Linked DNA regions of Mus musculus: region 2 is linked to region 1. A link is a contact called in public HiChIP or PLAC-seq data. All regions are on one chromosome and are shown on one strand. Each heading gives the region's core, a stretch centred on a gene start, on an enhancer-like site or on the middle of the called end of the contact. The rest is flanking DNA. Distances are from core to core; before and after follow the strand shown. Region 1 has its middle 20 kb from the start of Nucks1. Region 2 holds the start of Slc45a3 (solute carrier family 45, member 3).

Region 1 (5,019 bases), core at 1,378-3,877:
ATACAAGGTCAATAATGTGTTGCCCGACTACCAATGTCTTTAGCTATGAGTTGGCCTCTTCAGGCAAGATATTTCTAATTGTTCTTCACACATTTAAAAAACAATCTTGGCATTTATCCTTCTTACTAAACTTGACAGTATTGATGAATTCATAATAAATTCTATGTGGATTTTGTAAGGCTCACGTCAAACATAGGGATTAATTTTAGAGAATCATAACAATATCCTTGATTCATGCCTGATGACCCAAGTTCCCTGGAATACAACAAGCCTGATATGATGGTGTGTCTGTAATTCCAGAACTCTAACAGTGAGATAGAAAGTGGAGGAAGAGGATGCTGGAAGTTCCCAGGCCTCTTAGCCTAGTATATGCAGTGCAGTAGAAACCAGAGACCCAGTCCCTCGAGGTGAGAATGGAGAAATAACCCGAAGAGTTGTTCTCTGACCTCCATATGTGTGCCATGGTACAACTTACACTCACACACAGAAAAATCATACGCAAGGTCATGTGCAAATTCAGGGATGGTAACGGTCATTCTAATTTCCAACATTTGCTGGTAGGAGCTAATGGTAACTGGGGTGTGACTATAAATCACATATTCTCTTTGTGTGTGTGTGTGTAATTGCTAATTTAGTTCTCTTGCTCTAATTGGCTGACTTACATTGGGGAAGAAATCATACATATATCATATGTATATATTGTTTTCCTTTTTTGTTTAAGATTTATTTATTTATCTATTTATTTATTTATTTATTTAATATTAGTATAGTGTAGCTGTTTTCAGATGCATCAGAAGAGAGCATCAGATCTCATTACAGATGATTGTGAGCCATCATGTAGTTGCTGGGAATTGAACTCAGGACCTCTGAAAGAGCAGCCAGTGCTCTTAACTGCTGAGCCACCTCTCCAGCCCCCTATAGTTTTCCTTTTTTAAAAAACTATTTACTTATTTATTTCATGTGTGTGTGTGTGTATACCTATGAGTATGTAAAAGTCAGAGGACAGCTTGCAGGGTAGTCCTTCTAGAGTGAGTCCCGGGAATCTAGTCAGGTCATCAGATTTGGTGACAAATGTCTTTCTTTATCCACTGAGCTATCTTTCCTGAGACAGAGTCTTGCTATGATGTTCAGCCTGATCTAGAACTCACTATGTGGCCCAGGCTGGTCTGGAACTTGTGATCTTGAGTGCTAGGATCACAGGCATATGCCACCATACCCAGCAAGAAGGGCCTATGTTTTAATGACTTTGCATCTAATACCTACAAAGCATGTGTCAGACATTAAACCTTGTTTATATGAACAATGAATGGAATAAAAGATCTAAATAAAATGTAAAAAGAGGGGCTGGAGAGATGCTGCTGACTGACTGCTCTTCCAGAGGTCCTGAGTTCAATTCCTAGCAATCACATGGTGGCTCACAATCATCTGTAATGGGGTCTGATACCCTCTTCTGGTGTGTTTGAAGACAGTGACATATATATATATATATATATATATATATATATATATATATATATGAGAGAGAGAGCGAATGACGGGGTTCTTTCCTGTGTGTATAAAATTGAGGGAAGGTGTCAGGTAGCCCAAGCTTACCTCAGACTCCCTATGTAGTAAGGATGGCCTTGAATTTCTGGTTGTCCTGTGTCTGCCTCCCTAGTGCTAGAATCACAGGCACACATGACTAAGCCCAGTTTATGCAGTGCTGGGATCAATCCCAGGCAAGCACTCTACTAACCCGAGCTACAACCTTAATTACTTCTATATTTTTATAGTGAAAGAAAATTAAAAGCTAGTCACTATGGAAAATGAAGATGGGACTGGAGATGTGCCTTAGTGGTAGAGCACTTACCATTCATGTAATACTTAGGCTTTGATCTAAAGTGCTAAAAAAGAAGGAAAGTATAAAACCGTACTATTTAATAGTCCCAGTGATGCAACTGATACCTCCGTTTACACTGAACTGCCCCCAATGCTCGTGCTTCCACCTCCCATTGCTCCAATGCTCCTACTTACACACACACACACACACACACACACACCCGCCCCTGGGAGCTGAGATTGCAGGTGAACATCACCCACCAGCAAGACAATTTTCAAGGTAGGATTTGAGATGAATAAAAATTCAGAAAGAGCTGAGTTAGGATTTCAGGTTGGGAGGAAAGGGAGTTTAGAAGGTGTTTGTTTGTTTGTTTGTTTGTTTGTTTTCGAGACAGGGTTTCTCTGTGTAGCCCTGGCTGTCCTGGAACTCACTCTGTAGACCAGGCTGGCCTCGAACTCAGAAATCCTCCTGCCTCTGTCTCTCAAGTGCTGGGATTAAAAGTATGTGCCACCACTGCCCAGCAAGCTTAGAAGTCTTATACCATTGTCTAAATGGTTTCTGTGTAGGGAGGTACTAATTAGGTTAAAAAGATGATTACTACATTGCTTAGGTCAATTACTTAACCAATAGTGGTATATCCACCTTGTCCCAGGTGCTAGGTACTTGTGACTTTGTAACTTTGGGGGGGGAGGGGGGACCGGTGTACCGCGGCCTACATTTGACAGAGGACGACCTTGGGTGTTGGTCCTTGCTTTGGGTGTTGTTTGAAATAGGGTCTCTTTGTTGTTTGCCACTGGGTGTGTCAGGCTATAAAACTTAACTAGCTTTCAAGGATTCTCTTGTTTTTTTTTCCCATCTTTCCCTGGGAGCACTGGGAGTACAGATAAGTACTATTGTGCTCAGTTTTGATATTGGTTCTGGGCATTCAAATTCAGTTCCCCATGTTTACATACCAACTGCTTCTCCTACTGGGCCATTTCCCTAATCTTTTAAAGTGCAATAATCTCTTTCGTAGGACTCCACCCTTATGACCTAGTCACCCCTCTAACGCTCCACCTCTTAATACCAACACACAGGAAATTTCAAGATGTGACCTTCAGAGGGACACAGACCACTGCAGGAGTAGAAATGGAAGGATGAAGTTAGCAGCAGGCTCAAACAAAGGAGTTGTATAAGTCATGTCAAAACTAGGGCTGGTGGTACAGAACAGTGATGAGTTATTGCTTCACCGGTGAAATGAGCCAATTCAAGCCAGATTAAATTATATAGGCAGGTTTATTGGAAAGCTGCTCTAGGGCAAGTTCACTGGCCCCAGGGACCTAGGCCAAGGAAGTCACCATGGAGGGGGCATGAGAGAATAGAGACAGAAAGAGCTTCGGGACACAGAGAAGAGTAGGGAGCCCAAAATGTCTGGATTATATAGGGAAGATCTTTGGGGGAAAGGCAGCCCAACCCCTGGGCAGGAAAAGTAAGGACTGGGGACAGGGTATGTCAGGTAAGGACTGAAGGATGCTGGGAGAACCTGTAGGCCCAGCCTGTTTTGATGTGTAAAATATGCACCTTGGTCCCTTGTCCACAGGTCTGAAACCAAACAGCCAGTAATTCCAGCTACTTGGTAAACTGAGGCAGGAAGATCCCTGGTTCAAGACCTTCCTTCCTTGTCTACAGAGTGAATTCAAGATTATCCTTCACAAATTATCAAAACTGTCTCAAGATTTAAAAAAAAAGAAAATTGGTGTCTTCATACCTGCATCCTAGCACTTGAGAGGCTGAGACAGTGTAAGACTCAAGGGAGCCTTAGCTTACCAGGGACCCCCTGAGTGAGCCACGTGGATCAGGGATTGATGCAAAAAAACAAGAGGAATTTATTTTTCCAAAGCACTGGGGTATTCCCAGACCTGAAGGAGAGGCTGCGACCCCCAGTAACCATTCAGTGAGTTTTTATATGGTTTCCGGGGGGACAGTATAGAGAATCAGCAACTGTGCACAGAACAGTGCACCCTTTAAACTGATTGGTCTCTAGGGAATAAGGTGACAAGGACTTCCATTGTCTGGAGGTAGGCAACAGTCCATCCTACAGAATGTGTTCCCACCCGCAGGTCGGTTCCTGCCCTGTGGTCTGAAAAATGTTAATTCGCCTCTCCCTTCAAGGGGCTAGTGTGTCCTGACCTTCCCAGAGTTCCTGAGCTGACTTTTCAGCAGGATGATTGCCTCAACTTCAAGACAAACCTGGGCCATGAAATGAGTTTCAGGATCACATGGACTACCATTGAGATCCTGTCTCAATGAAAGAAAAAGGAATAATAAACCTTTAAAAAAAAATTGGAGTTGGATCTAAGGATCTTTTTTTAAAAGTCTAAGGATTTAAAACAAATGAAGAGTGTTTATACAAGATCCTGGGTTCAAATCTCTGTAACACACATACAGAGTATGGGGGGGGGTGGGGGGGACGATACACATAACACTGAAGCAGTTGGACTACAGAGGGGTTTGTTTTTCTGACTGAAACAAAGAATCCACAATCATAACTTCCTTAAAAAGGCTAAAATGTCAAAGTGACAAATGTATTAGCCCACGGTTTTGGTTGTATGAAGTCCATTAGGCTTACATTAAGGTATGGGCCAGGCTGATGGCTTTTAGAGGAAACAAAACATATACATATGCATATATCATACATATACATACACATATACAATACATATATATATATATATATATATATATATACATAAACATATACTATACATGTACATGCACATACATATATTTGTGGAGGGATTTTTTTATGTATGTGTTTTCTGAATTTTCTAGCTTCTGGGGACTGCTCCCATTCCTTGCCTCGTGAGCTCCTCCATTCTTCCTCAAATCTAGAAAGAGTGGATCATTTTTTTTCTTGAAGCTCATCACTCCAACCTTTTTTGCCTTTTTTTCTACAGTCAAGGACCCTTGGGGTTGCTCAGGAACCCCTTGAATAAGCAAAGTCATTTCTCCCATCTCAAGGTCAGCCAATAAGCAATAATGTAGTAATCACGAAGACATCTATCTCTGTAGTGTTTGGTTTCCTTGTTTGTTTGTTTGTTCATTTTTGCTCTTTTCTTGGTGAATTTTCTCTCTCTCTTTTTTTTTCTCAGAGAGGTGAGAGCACACCCAGAGGGTTGAATTAGGGCTTCCCACAGGCTCAGCACTCTACAAATGACCCA
Region 2 (5,308 bases), core at 1,252-3,751, 73 kb after region 1:
TGCTAATGCATTTTGCCAGCATCTTTGGTTTCTCCAATATCCAGCCAGACTATTAGCAGTTCCCCAAGGATGGCCTTCCTCCTCACATCATCCCCCATTTCCTATAAATGGGAAGTGGCTAGGGAGTAGGGTTTTAGTATGTGTGTGCACATGTGAGCAATGGGGGAGGGAGAAGACAGGAAGGAAAGGGGTCATGATGGTTTTCCTATAGCTGACTTAGTGGAGAATTGAGAAGTTATTCACACAGGCCCGCCCCAGCGTGGTGGGGAGGAACACAGGTGTGATGAATTCCTCTGAGCTCTGAAGTTACAATCACAGCTAGATGACAGACTCCTCGTTTCTGCAGGAGACTGTGACTGGGGACTTGGGAGAAAGGAATTAAACTGAGAAATTACCTTGGTTTCTGTAAGGTCCGGATTGTCCTAAGCATTTAGAAACAGTTCCTGGCATACTGGTTAACTAGTATCTGCAGAAGGGGAAGGGATTTTAGAACAGGCCCCAGCAGTAAATGCTTGGGAAGAAAGTACCTTTTGTTGTTCAGATGGCAGGTTTCTAGGGGATGGTCTTGGATCTCTGGAGTCCTTCCCCCCTCTTCACTGTGTCTTGTCACCCAGTAGAATACATACAGTCCTCTAGCAAGGAACAAGAAAAGGACAACCAAGAGGACACTCAGTCCTCTGAGGTGGGACAACACTCTTGCTCCCACTGCTCTCACAAGCCTGGAAAATACCACTGTCCACTCTCTAGGCTCTGTAATTTTCCACCTGACCTGGCATTCCCCATGACTCCTGCCCCTTTTTCCTGGGGCAAAGGGGACACTGGCTCCCTCGGAGTCACCAGAACTCCACCCTGGGCTCTCTACTGGTTACAGATAAGTATGTTAAAAATGTTGGAAAGCCAAGATCCCAGTTAGGATGAATGTTCTTGTGCTCCCAAGGAGGCTATGCCCAGAAGGTTTTCACATTTAATGTAATGACTCGGAATGCAGACTCTTAACATTTTGTTCTCTGTTTCCCCCTGTACATATGCTCTCTTCCCCACTAGCCCATTTCTTGCTTTCCCTTTGACGTCTCTCTTTTTCTTCTATCCTTATCCTCCTACCTGGGGGTGCCTTTGGGGGGACAGCTGACTAGCTGCCTCGAACAGAACCCAGAAGATGGGAAGGACTTGCCCCCACGGTGCACAAGGGTTAACACTGGGTTAACACTGCAATCCAGGCCGGGGCGTTGGTGGGACACGCCTTTAATCCCAGCACTGGGGAGGCAGAGGCAGGCGGATTTCTGAGTTCGAGGCCAGCCTGGTCTACGAGTGAGTTCCAGGACAGCCAGGGCTATACAGAGAAACCCTGTCTCGAAAAAACCAAAACAAAAAAACAAAAACAAACAAACAAAACACTGCAATCCAGCACCATAGTGGCCAGTTCCCATCTAAGGCCATCCAGGTCCTCCATGTCAAAAGCATTTCCTGGGATTCTGTAGTGCAGATGGTCCCAGGACCCTATGGATACCCGATCCACCCCAGGGTCTCAAGACAGCATGCTGTAGTATTTGTACATAAACTTGCACATATCTTCTTGTGGACTTCTTCTCACTGAGACATCACACACATTTGATACGATGTAAATGCTCATATATGTAAGCTCTGGCTATATGTATCTTGCTCAGAGAATAAGAACAAAGGGGAAAATGTCTGTTTATATTCATACCGAGATGATGAAAACAACCCTTAGCCCAATATATAATATTCATCAACAACACATTTCCCTCTGATATTTTTATGATTACTTAGTCTCGTGCACCAAAAATATCTGCAGAAATGTCTAGCCTGTGGTATTGAGGTCAACAAGTCGCCTAAGTGAATGTCTCTCCACCTTAGACAATTCCATGGATGAAAGAGACACAATAAAGTCCCCACCCCCACCCCGGGATCAGCCTACGATTGCAACGCTCCCACCTGCACCCGCTTCCTGCCAGTCCAGGCATTTTGGAAACTTTGACTGGGAACATTTTGGTGGCAATTTATCACCTCTCCTTCCTTATACGCAACCACAAGTAAAAGAAGAAAAAAGAAGTGGGAGTTTTGTCTTTGAGTTGCAGAAAGAGGCACTGAGTTAGCTTTCTGAGAGCAAGGAAAAGTAGCTCTCAGAATGTGGCCGATCCTTTGAAGGCGTGGTCCAGTGCGGGTGGGTCGCAGTTGTGCCTGGACAGCAGGATGTCCAGAATGGCACGCGCGGGCAATGGTCGAGGAGCAGAGGGGAGGTACCCCGTGGAGCTGGGTAGTTTTTACCTAAATGTTTTGGTGGCAAGCGGCAGAGGGGGCGGTGCACGGCCCTAGGTAATGACAGGGCAGTCTAGGAGCCACGCGGGGGCTGCCCGTCCGGTCGCGACCAGAAAGGAGACTGCTTTTCCACCTCCCGCTTTCTTCCCTTGGGGACCGGCCCCACCCCTCCATCCCCTCCCAGCACCCCCCCACCTCCGACCCGCCTTGCCCCGCCCCCCTCCTGGCAGCCCCAGCGCGCATGCTCTCTCCCCCCACTGAGTAACCTGGAGATTTAAAAGGCGCCCGCTGGCGCGCGTTGGTGAAGCAGGGGTCCGAGCTCGCACGCGCCAGCCCCAGGTGACAGCCGCACGCCGGGCCAGGTAGGGGAGGGGCTGGTCCCGGCGGGAAAGGTGCGCGCGGGTGGCCGTGCTCGGCGGTGGCTTTCAGCACCCCGCGGGATGGGGCCGCTCCGTGGCGTCCCGGCCCTGCGCGAGCGGAGGCTCGCGGGGAGGGCGCGGCCCCTGGTGACCGGGTGCCTAGGGCGGGCGCCCGCTCGCGTCCGCGCTGAGTGCGCTTCCTCCCGGAGCGCTGTGCTGTGGTGCCCGCTGTCCCGGGCCGCGCGCGGAGGGCGGGATCGGAGCCGCGGAGTCCCGGGCCAGGCCGACGGAAGGCCGGCCGCCCCTGCTGCAGCCTCCCGCCGCAGAGTTTTCTTTGGAAAGTTGCGTTTATTTCTTCCCTTGTCTGGGCTGCGCCCGAAAGGGGCAGATGAGTCACCGCGGCGCGCACGGTCCACACTTAGGGAAGCCCTGGGAGGTCCTTCAACCGGGAGCCTTGGTCGGAGACAGAAGGGGACCCAGCTCTCTTGACCCTAGAATTGGAGCAAGGCTTTGGTGGAGTTGAGGCTGGGATAATGAGTGTAAGTGTACGTGTGCGATCCTGCGCCTTCCTTCTCTGCCTCCGTTACCCACCTGCGGAGAGTAAAAGCAGCTCCGGCTGTGGCTGCTGTGTCCCGAGGCTCAGGTGGGGATGGGGAGTACTCTACAGAGCGAGAAAGCGCTCGGCGGGCGGCAGCACGCCCGGTGGAGAAACTCCAGGAGCTTTGCAGGCTCAGCTCTTCCTTAGTCTCCGCTTCCTGACAGGGAACCCTGTGACTGCTCTGTCCCTTGCCCTCCGACTCAGCCCCCTCCTTCATGACACACACTTGACTCGTCCAAGGCCACGGAGAACTCGGTGCTTCCTCTTTCCCTAGGAGTATGAATTGTAGGTAGGAAGAGTTTGGCCCGGTGGGTATCTGGTGAGAACTTGATGCTCAGCTGTGACAGACCCAATCCTAGCTGGCTAGGTTGAATTTTGAATAGCCCAGCTAGGGCTTTGCAGACGGGCACGGAGTAGATGCAGCTTAGAATGACTGGCTGGGCTTCTGGAAGCTTTTCTCAGGAGGGTGAAACTGTTAAGGTTTCTAGCCTCTGTTTCCTACGCGTGAAGCACAATCCCTTTCCCAGAGTGTGAAGCCTCGGTGTGGGCCCACGTGCCTAAGGCATGGGGAACAGGTTGACATATGGAGCTGGGAAGAGAAGGGCCCAGGAGCTAGATGCTGGACAGAAAGCTGAGGAACCACACAGAACACTGTGTCCCAGGGAGTAAGTGGGACAGGATCTGAACCCTCTGGCCTTTCTGTTGGACCCAGTTCATCCTCTCATTCCTCCCTTATCTCCCGCCTGCCCCAGCTCCAGGGCTGGCCTGGAAGCAAGACTGTACTAAAACCAAAAGTGCCCAGAAAAGTTTGACTCACTGGCTGAGTCTAAAGATAATAGTACAGCTGTGGACATGCAGGCCCCAGTTAGGGTCTTTGCCAAGAGAAGCTTTCCTTATGCACTTTTGGAGTGGAGAGTGAAATCCCCACCCCCACCCCCGACCCCCCAATCCCTCTAACTCACTGAGTAACCCTAAAGGAACAGGAGGAGGAACTGGGCAAGGTCCTTGGGTAGTACATTATGCCCTGCATGCTGCTGGTTTTGGAAAAGATGTGTACTGGTCCCAAGCTAGAACTGGGCCTAGGCAGAGCCCTGGAGAGAGAAAGGCAGAAAGGTAGAGAAGAACGGTCCAAGGTCAAGGAAGTAAGACTGATTTCTGGTGGTAACCTCTGGACCGAAACCTTGCAGCACTTCAGGGATGAGAATACAGGCTGCCCCAAAGCTGGCTTTTCTGCTGCCGGTTCTGCTCCGCAAGTCTCTTTAACTTTTCAACCTTGTTGCAAAGTGGGGACCAGGATGATGACAATGATCGTACCCTCGGCACAGCTTTGTGATTGAAGTTAATGATGGCAAATACAACCAGCACTAACAAACACACACACACAAGTCTAAAATTATAACTTCATTAAATAACACATGTAGAACTCAACTGTGTCTTTAGCCCAGTGTGGTGGCTTACACCTGTAATCTCAGCACACTTGGGAGGCAGAGGCAAGAGGATTAGGAGTTCAAGGCCAGAGTTTTGACTACATAATGAGTTCCAGACCAGCCTGACTTACGTGAGACTCTGTCTAAAACAAACAACACGAAACAAAACAAAATCCCCTCAAAACAAAACCTATTTTGTTTTGTGTGAAATGTAGAAAATGCTCAATGAATGTTGGTTTTAACTATTATATTTATCACCTGTCATCTGGATGGATGGTCTGCAGATGGTTCAATACTCTAGGGGCCCTACTTTCTGGTTTTCTTTCTTCTCTTCTCTTCTTTTCTTTTCTTTTTTTCTTTCTTTCTTTCTTTCTTTTTTTTTTTTTTTTTTTTTTTTTGAGACAGTGTCTATGTAGCTGTCTTGACCTCCCTAGCGCTGGGATTATAGGTGTATGCCACCATGCTCAGCTTGAGCCCTGCTCTTTTCTTTCTTTTTTAAAGAGACTGTTCTAGGCTTACTTCTTTGAAGACAAGGTCTTGTGGGCTTTGGGAAGTTTAAGTAGCTAAGAGACTTGGTTCTAGCAAGTGGCTCGAATCCCATTTCCTCCAAAGTAAGTTATCAGTCTCCTGATTCTGCTTTGTCCTCT

Evidence for each region. HiChIP or PLAC-seq counts read pairs in DNA pulled down with a chosen protein or histone mark.
Region 2: a contact with region 1 is called in an H3K27ac HiChIP or PLAC-seq map of embryonic stem cells, with 7 read pairs. The contact joins the promoter of Slc45a3 here to the enhancer-like site in region 1. A contact is called at or near these places in 7 of 39 promoter capture datasets (the 3T3-L1 cell line, 3T3-L1-derived adipocytes, embryonic stem cells and 3 more), 2 of 484 Hi-C or Micro-C datasets (the G1E-ER4 cell line and embryonic stem cells), 5 of 115 datasets of contacts at active chromatin or transcription factors (the HPC-7 cell line, embryonic stem cells and epiblast stem cells) and 4 of 9 other capture datasets (adipose tissue, embryonic stem cells, liver and 1 more).

Annotation. Positions count from the first base shown.
Region 1 is chr1:131,887,699-131,892,717 of GRCm38.p6, forward strand. No RefSeq gene overlaps it. Among named protein-coding and RNA genes, the nearest start is that of Nucks1, 20 kb to the right of the region's middle. Within about 2 kb of position 2,628, at least 8 of the 459 cell types and tissues checked have an H3K27ac peak or open chromatin away from gene starts, as enhancers often do. A contact at or near this core is called in embryonic stem cells, where this site is marked.
Region 2 is chr1:131,960,414-131,965,721 of GRCm38.p6, forward strand. Slc45a3 (solute carrier family 45, member 3) reads left to right here and starts at 2,502. Exons shown (of 5, transcript NM_001177628.2): 1 at 2,502-2,639.